Linked DNA regions of Mus musculus: region 2 is linked to region 1. Evidence: chromatin contacts called from public Hi-C data. All regions are on one chromosome and are shown on one strand. The core of a region is the stretch at or near the end of the contact, and the rest is flanking DNA. Distances in the headings are between cores, read along the strand shown. Region 1 holds the start of Dapp1 (dual adaptor for phosphotyrosine and 3-phosphoinositides 1). Region 2 holds the start of Rap1gds1 (RAP1, GTP-GDP dissociation stimulator 1).

The links. Hi-C and Micro-C count contacts between places; a contact is called where the count stands out from the background.
Region 2: a contact with region 1 is called in a Hi-C map of B cells, with 7 read pairs. The contact joins the promoter of Rap1gds1 here to the promoter of Dapp1 in region 1. A contact is called at or near these places in 3 of 39 promoter capture datasets (liver and pre-B cells), 1 of 484 Hi-C or Micro-C datasets (B cells) and 1 of 115 datasets of contacts at active chromatin or transcription factors (pro-B cells).

Annotation. Positions count from the first base shown.
Region 1 is chr3:137,980,203-137,983,848 of GRCm38.p6, reverse strand. It overlaps Dapp1 (dual adaptor for phosphotyrosine and 3-phosphoinositides 1), which reads left to right and starts at 2,300. Exons shown (of 9, transcript NM_011932.3): 1 at 2,300-2,530. The coding sequence starts at 2,430. All of the region lies in intron 2 of Gm19708 (a long non-coding RNA gene), which reads right to left.
Region 2 is chr3:139,073,482-139,077,145 of GRCm38.p6, reverse strand. Rap1gds1 (RAP1, GTP-GDP dissociation stimulator 1) reads left to right here and starts at 1,945. Exons shown (of 15, transcript NM_001040690.2): 1 at 1,945-2,110. The coding sequence starts at 2,107.

The DNA of each region.
Region 1 (3,646 bases), core at 1,051-3,550:
CTGGTACTGCTCTTTCAGGAGACCACAGCTTGATTCTCAGCACTCTCACGGTGGCTCACAACTGCCCGTGATTCAGTTCCTACAGTACTGGGGAATGAGGGGATCTCTTCCAATTTCTGTGGGCAACAGACAAGCATAAAAGCAGACCAAGCACTGATATGCACCGAATAGAGTAGAGCTGAGATAAAAGCACCATATAAATGGCCTAACATAAGGTGTGCTGTTAGGTGCTCTCATGCACATCCAGCGTTGTAGACACCAACTCTTCATTGTGGCGGAGAGTGCTGAACAGTGCTGGGTGCAGAGGTGGAGAGCAGGCGAGGACAGGGTGGGGAGCCTACGAGTAGCCAGCAGGAAGATGCTCTCAAAGGAGAAGGCAGTAGATGGGAAGCAAGTTAAGAGAGGCAGGCTGGGGGGTGGGGGGTGGAAAAGGGAAGAAAAAAGGAAGGAAGGAAGAAGGGAGGGAAGAAATCAGTCAATCATCTTAGGTTGTTCTAGAAAGAAAGAAAGAAAGAAAGAAAGAGAGAGAGAGAGAGAGAGAGAGAGAGAGAAGAGAGAAAGAAGAAAGAAAAAAGAAAGAATGAAAGGGAAGAGATTAAGAGAAATGGGACTCCCCCCCTCCCCCCAAATGTGCTAAAATGGGATGAAAAGGACAGTCCAGCACTGGAGAAATGTGCAGGAAGGAGCAGGGGACCTGTTGCATGGCTTGCCCAGTGATTTGGAGCCCTCCCTGCCCCCTTTCTGTTGACGTGCACTTTATCTTTTTTTTAAGTTTGGTTGGTTTGTTTGTTTGTTTATTTATTTATTTATTTATTTATTTATCTGTATAGCCCTGGCTGTCCTGGAACTCACTCTGTAAACCAGGCTGGCCTCGAACTCAGAAATCCACTTGCCTCTGACTCCCAAGTGCTGGAATTAAAGGCATGCGCCACCACTGCCCGACACTTTATATTCCTCTGTCTGAGAGAACTATAGCAGCCAGTGTGTGCCGGTTCGTTATATGTGTGTTCTCAGAGCTGCTTCTCCCCAGGACTGCCTCTAGGCACTGAGGACTTTCTCACCAGAGAAAGCCAGAGTCCCAGGAACCATTGGGAAACAGAAGAGAGGACGGTTCCTAAGGAGACATTGGCAGCCTGTGTAGAACAAGGTCTTCGTTCTATCAGTCTCTTTAGGATACCAAATGGAACAGCCCTCAGATGAACCCTAGTTCATCTTGGGATATTGGAGGGGGAACATGCAGAGAGAGAGCTCTTTATCCATCCACTGATACACATCCAGGCAGATGGAATTTCCTCTTTATGAGTCTAAACACCACTGCATCCAGGGTAGTTCAGCCTACTGGGTACACCCCGGACAGCGTAGCTCAGCCTACTGGGTACACCCCGAACAGCGTACGTAGCTCAGCCTACTGGGTACACCCCGGACAGCGTAGCTCAGCCTACTGGGTACACCCCCGGACAGCGTAGCTCAGCCTACTGGGTACACCCCCGGACAGCGTAGCTCAGCCTACTGGGTACACCCCCGGACAGCGTAGCTCAGCCTACTGGGTACACCCCCGACAGATGCTGTTCTTTAACTTTCTTCTGCCTTCTTACTCAGTCCTTTGCCTTGTTTGTTTTTTAAACAGGGACTCACATAGCCCAGGCTGGACTCAAATTCACCAAGTAGATGAGGATAGCCTTGAACTTCTGACTTTTCTGCCCCTACCTCTAGAGTGCTGGGATTACAGGATCTTATGGGGTGCGGGGATGGAACCCAGGTCTTTGGGCATGTTGGCGACAGCCTCTGCCCCCAAACCTTCTTCCATAAGAGAAACAAGTGTTCCCCTACAGAAACCTCAAGGGAATATTGGAAAGAAATCCTGAGCCAGTACCAGAAACAAAGTAGGTTAGAGCAGGACTGGTTGTTTACCTATAATTTTTTTAACCCCTTCAGAAGATGTATCTGACGTCGAAGCTTCCTCGGTGTTCCTTGTGCCGCTGTGTGAGGTGGGTGTGCGCGTGCACATAGCCCCCTCCCCGCCCCCCCCCCCAAACTACAGGCAAACCCTGGTAAGGAGAAGCTACAGTTTGGACTCCTAGAAAGAGTTTGACCTAATCGCCCCATCCTGGTTGGGCGGGTGGTCCTTCTGTTTTCTTTGGCAAAATCTAACTTGACAATACGTTGTGGTGACTGAGGTGCTCTGCTGCCAGAGGGGTTAGTTAGCACACTTCCTGACTGACAGAACACCCCTGCCTATGCCTCAGGCCCACGGTGGCAGAGGCAGTGTGGGAGGAGCAACCAAGTTTCACTTCCTTGCTAGCCAGAGACTCAGCCCCAGCCGGCTCCTGCCTTAGCGAGGAGGAGCAGCGCGTCCAGCAGCAGCCGATCCCATCTCTCTCTTCATACAGCACCTGGCGGGGAGTCAGCCATCAGAAGCAAAGGAACTTATGGGCAGAGCAGAACTTCTAGGAGGGAACATGAGTACCCAGGATCCCTCAGAGCTGTGGGGCAGAGCAGATGGAGGCACAGACCTGCTCCAGGATTTGGGGTAAGAGCGCTTTTTCGATGAGTACAACTTCCCAGTTCCTTGAAAAATCGCCGCTCTGACCAGTGTTTCCAGGATTCGAGTCTCTTCCCACTGCCACCTGATGGTCGTCTACCTGGCCAGTTTAATTGACCTGTAGGAACTTCCTTCTGGGGGCGCTGATTCATTGTAAAAGTGTAAGATATTTTTCTAAAAGTGAGAACAGTTACACTGAGAGAATGTGATAAAAAAAAAATCAACTTTTGGGCATCCTTCAGCAGCTGGGGAGTGTGCATACAATCGTCTGTTTCTTTGATACTGGGCTAGTTTATCATTAAAGTGAGGTGGAAGAACTCTGAGTGCACCTCTTGGCAGTGAACTGTGTCACTGGTTCCATAAACAGAAAGACTACACGGCTGTGAGTAAGAGGGATTTTTTTTTTTTTTCAAAAGAAAAAGAATGAGGAAGTTTGTACGACAATCATGTTTCTACGGTGCCTCCTTCTCACACAGCAATGGGAGCTCTTTCATAGCCTTTAGACACAAGATAACAACAGCCTGGCTTCAGATAGACAGGTTTAGGTTAGGTGACATCATCAGAGTTCATCAGAAGGGACCCTGATGACACAGCTCATCCGGACATTTAGTAAAGAAAAAAGGGCTACTCAGACAAGAAAGGAGGTTTCCTTGGAGACAAAGCCTTGCACCTACACGCTTGTGTTTCCCAAGAGAGAGGACTCTGGACCTGTTGTCTACCTAAGTGGCTGGAATTCCTCATCACCCAATGACATAAAGACATACTGTCACCTTGCATAGGATGGCAATAAACACGAAAGGGTTTTAAACCCCATCTTATCGGTCACATCAGTGAAATAACAAAGCTGAGACAGCTACCTGCCAGAGGCCCCATCCTCCTCTGAGAATGGGTTGAAATTTCTGTTTACACTAGAGATTGTATCATTTTATATTGTGTTACTGTAAAATTTCTCACGGCACTATGCTGGCACAGCAAGTAGAGGTGCTTGCGGCTAAGCCTGGCTAAGCCTGAGATTGAGTCCTGGGACCCACTCGGCAGACCTCCACACAGATGATATGTCAGACGGGTACACACACACACACACACACACACACACACACCATG
Region 2 (3,664 bases), core at 696-3,195, 1.1 Mb before region 1:
GCTTAAACTAATGCCAGGTGGGAGGACAAAAACCCAGCTGCCTTTCCAATTTCAATGCATACATGCAAATGAAAGCTAGACATACCCTGAAATTATTGTGATATGTAATTAGCAAAGGAAGTAACAGGAAACTTAAAGCAACTTGAAACAGAGAATGTAGAAGACATTTGTGAAAATTAAGGAAAGAGAGAGAGAGAGATCAACCATGTGAAGCAATAGAAAGACCTAGCATGGTCTTTTGCAAACATTTGGGAAAAAGAAGCAGAACAAGGCACGTGCATGTTTGTAGACTTGGGGGGGGGGGTGGTCTTACTGACTGAACTGTGCCCAGCCATCGAGCAGAAATCCCTAAGACATCGGAATGTGACCTTGTTCAGAAATCAGGTCATTGCAGACACCAGAGTCAAGATTGGGAGTGGCCTTCCCGATCTTCATGACCAGTGTCCTTATAAATAAGGGAAAACTGGACACATAAGCACGTAGGGAAAATATGTGAAAGCTAGAGTCATATTGCTACAAGGCAAGGAAGAGGTACCCTCAGAAGATGTGTGGTCCTGCCCTGGTTTGTCTTCTGGGCCCCAGATGCTCAGTAATTTTGTTTGAACCCTGTGTATAGAGATTATTACAACAATCCTAACAGCCTTCTGCAAGATGAATTATAGGCAAACAGGAAGAGTAGTTTTCTTCCAAGAACGGGTGTTTAACATCTGTATCAGTCTATGCCTGAGCTGCTGTAAATAGATCACACCTGTCTTTAATTATGTTGCATTTTTATTTCAGAAAAAATCACATAAAATCCCAGTACCTAACATATCGAGATGCTCTTGTGATCTGTGCCTGTAATATTAGCGACTGGTCTGTGAGAGTCACAGATGAAGAAACAGCCCCTTCTGGCAGCAAGAGTTGCAGCTCCTCTTCCTACAGATCGCCACAGGCCTGGGATAAAGTCCAGGCAGGCAGGGGTCAGGACACGTGCAGGTCTCCTACTGTCTCTTCTTCTTCCTTCTCCCCCTCCTTCTTTTATTTTACGTTATTATTATTATTTATTTTTTTGGTTTTTCACAGGCGGATTTCTGAGTTCCAGGCCAGCTGGTCTACAAAGTGAGTTCCAGGACTGCCAGGGCTACACAGAGAAATCCTACTGCCTCTTCTTGGTGCAGAGCCCAGTCTGGGACCCCGAGCCCCGCGAGAGCATGTGGGAGCATTTCGGTCACAGTCCCCGGGCGGCTCGTCATCCACCGAGTTACCCCCGCCCGTAGGTGGACTTTCAGTGTTTCTGATCTCAGCACGTCTTTCCTCCCTGGCACAGCCGGAGTGCGGCGGACACAGCCTGTAGGGTCCCGCCCGACGGGTTAAAGGGCTTTAGGCACTGGCTCGCCGAGGGTGACCTTGCGACCGCTCTCCGCTGGACCGGCTTTCCCGCCAGCCCCGCAGGACAGCCTGATGCGCCCTGGGGACGCGCCCGCGGACATCTACGTCCTCCTGCTCCGCCACCCCGCACATGCTCGCCTGGGGCGTGCGCTGCCAGGCACGCTCCGGGCTGAGACTTCCTCCCGGGAGGCTCCGTCCCAGCAGCCCGGAGATCTGAGCCCTGCTTCCGCCCCTCGAGCAACAGCCACCGAGCTGTACCGCTCCGGTCTGTAGACGCACAGCCCCCGGCGGGCTAAGCCTCGCCGGCCGTGGGCAGGAGGCAGCACTGGCCGCACTGAGCATGCTCGGCGGAGAGGGCGGGGCGCTCGGCGGAGAGGGCGGGGCGCTCGGCCGCGCGTCGGGAGGGCGCTCCTCAGGACGGCTCGGCGCCTCCGCGCCAGCCCGCCCGCCCGCCCGCCCGCACGTTCGCTCGCTCGCTCGCTCGCAGCCGCGCCCGCCGCAGGCTGCGCCCGGCCGCCCCGCCCCGCCCCGCCCCGCCCCCCGCCGCTCGTCCCCGCCGCGGCCGCGCCGCCCGCAGCCGCAGCCGCTGCTCCTCCCCGGCGGCCGCCCCCCGCGGGTCCCTCCCTGGCTGCGGGAGACGCGGAGGTAGAGGGAGGACGCCGCCGCCGCTGAGCCGCGCCGCCCGCACCCGAACCCTTCGCCTCGCCCTGCCGGTCCTCACTCTGTGGGAGGAACATGGGTGAGTCCTGCCGGCCGTCATCGCCTGACATTTTCTTTTCTCCCCCTCGGCGTGCTGCAGGGTGGCAGTGCATCTCTCCTGCAAACTTGCCGGGGTCCCCGGGTCCGCGAGGTGCGGGGCGGCGGCCCTCCCAGGGGGAAGGCGGGCGCACGAGGGCGGCCGGGCCGGCGGGGTCGCGCACGGGGTGGGGTCGGCGGCGGGCTCCGCGCTCGCCTCCCCTCCTCCACGCTTCCTGCCGGCACCGGGCCGCGCGGGGCGTCCCCGGGGCTGGGAGGCCGCGGTGCTGCAGGCTCGGTCCCACGGCGAGCCCGACCACTTGGCGGAACTTCCTTCCCGTGGGCGCGATCGCTCCCTCCCCGGCCTGCCGACGGCCGGCGCCGGTGCGGGGAGAGCCGGCAAGTAGTTTGGGAGGGCGATGGCCAGCCGAGTGCCGAGCGGACAGTCTCCAAGGTGGAGGTGGCGACTCGCCCGCCGCCGCCGTGGGCAGCGCGAGGCTGGCGGGAGCCGCTAGCTGTTGAATTAGTGTTGGGAGACTACGGCGTGCACAGTTCCGGTCCTCAAGCGGTTTTCTGGATTTCTCCTGTAGCTGGAAACTGTGCCCTGTAACACATTGTTAAGGAATTTACATGCTGCCTGTTCTGCCCCAGCTGCCCCTGCCTAAATCTGTATAATCTGATTCTAGTTCCATTGTACTTATAGTTAATCCTAAAAGAATGGATACTTCAATGCAAATGTTTTATAAAACTGTTTATGTTTGAACGTGAGATTCTCCTCAGATATTGCCTACCTGTGCATAATTACAAAAGCACCGGATACAAATCTCTTCTGTAATTAAGGGCGAAAAGTTTCCTTTGATAGTAACAACTTAGATCATCTGTCCAGTACACGTTCCCCAGTTTGCTTCTATTCCATAATTTGCGTCTATCGTAATTTCCCCTTTTAAAAACTGGCTTCTTCGGCGTCCCTCCACACGGACTTTGCCCACTCCTTCTGGGCAAGTTATTTATGAGTGTGGTCCTTTCATCTGTCAACACAGTGCTCAATGCTTAGAGTTAGATCATGGCAATACAGAACCCTCCAGGAAGTATCAGAATCCTAGAAATGATGTGGTAGCCTTTCCCGGAAGACCAAATACTCTTAGCTTTGAGTCAGATCTTTGTCATTTAGTAGGAAGAGGACCGTTGGGGGAGAAGGAGGTGGTTTTAATGAAACAAAGCAGAACAAAACACCCATGCCCCTGAATTTTATTTTCACTTGTTTGTCTTCCAAGTGAGTATCACTGACAGTCGGAACATTTCTATAAAAAAAAAAAAAAAAATCGGTATCCCATTTGTTCGTCCCTTTATAGAATTTTAAAAGAATACTAATCCAGATTACAGATTAAAATCTGCGTGTTGGAAAGTTTTTAATTACACTTACAGGTTTGGTGTAGAAACAAGTCTCAGTTTTTTAAAGGTGAGATTTAGTTAAAGCTCATTTTAACTAAACGTTCAAAATGTTGAATCGGTATTTTTCCCCCAGTGGGGGTGGATATCCAAGGTCTGTTGTTGCAAA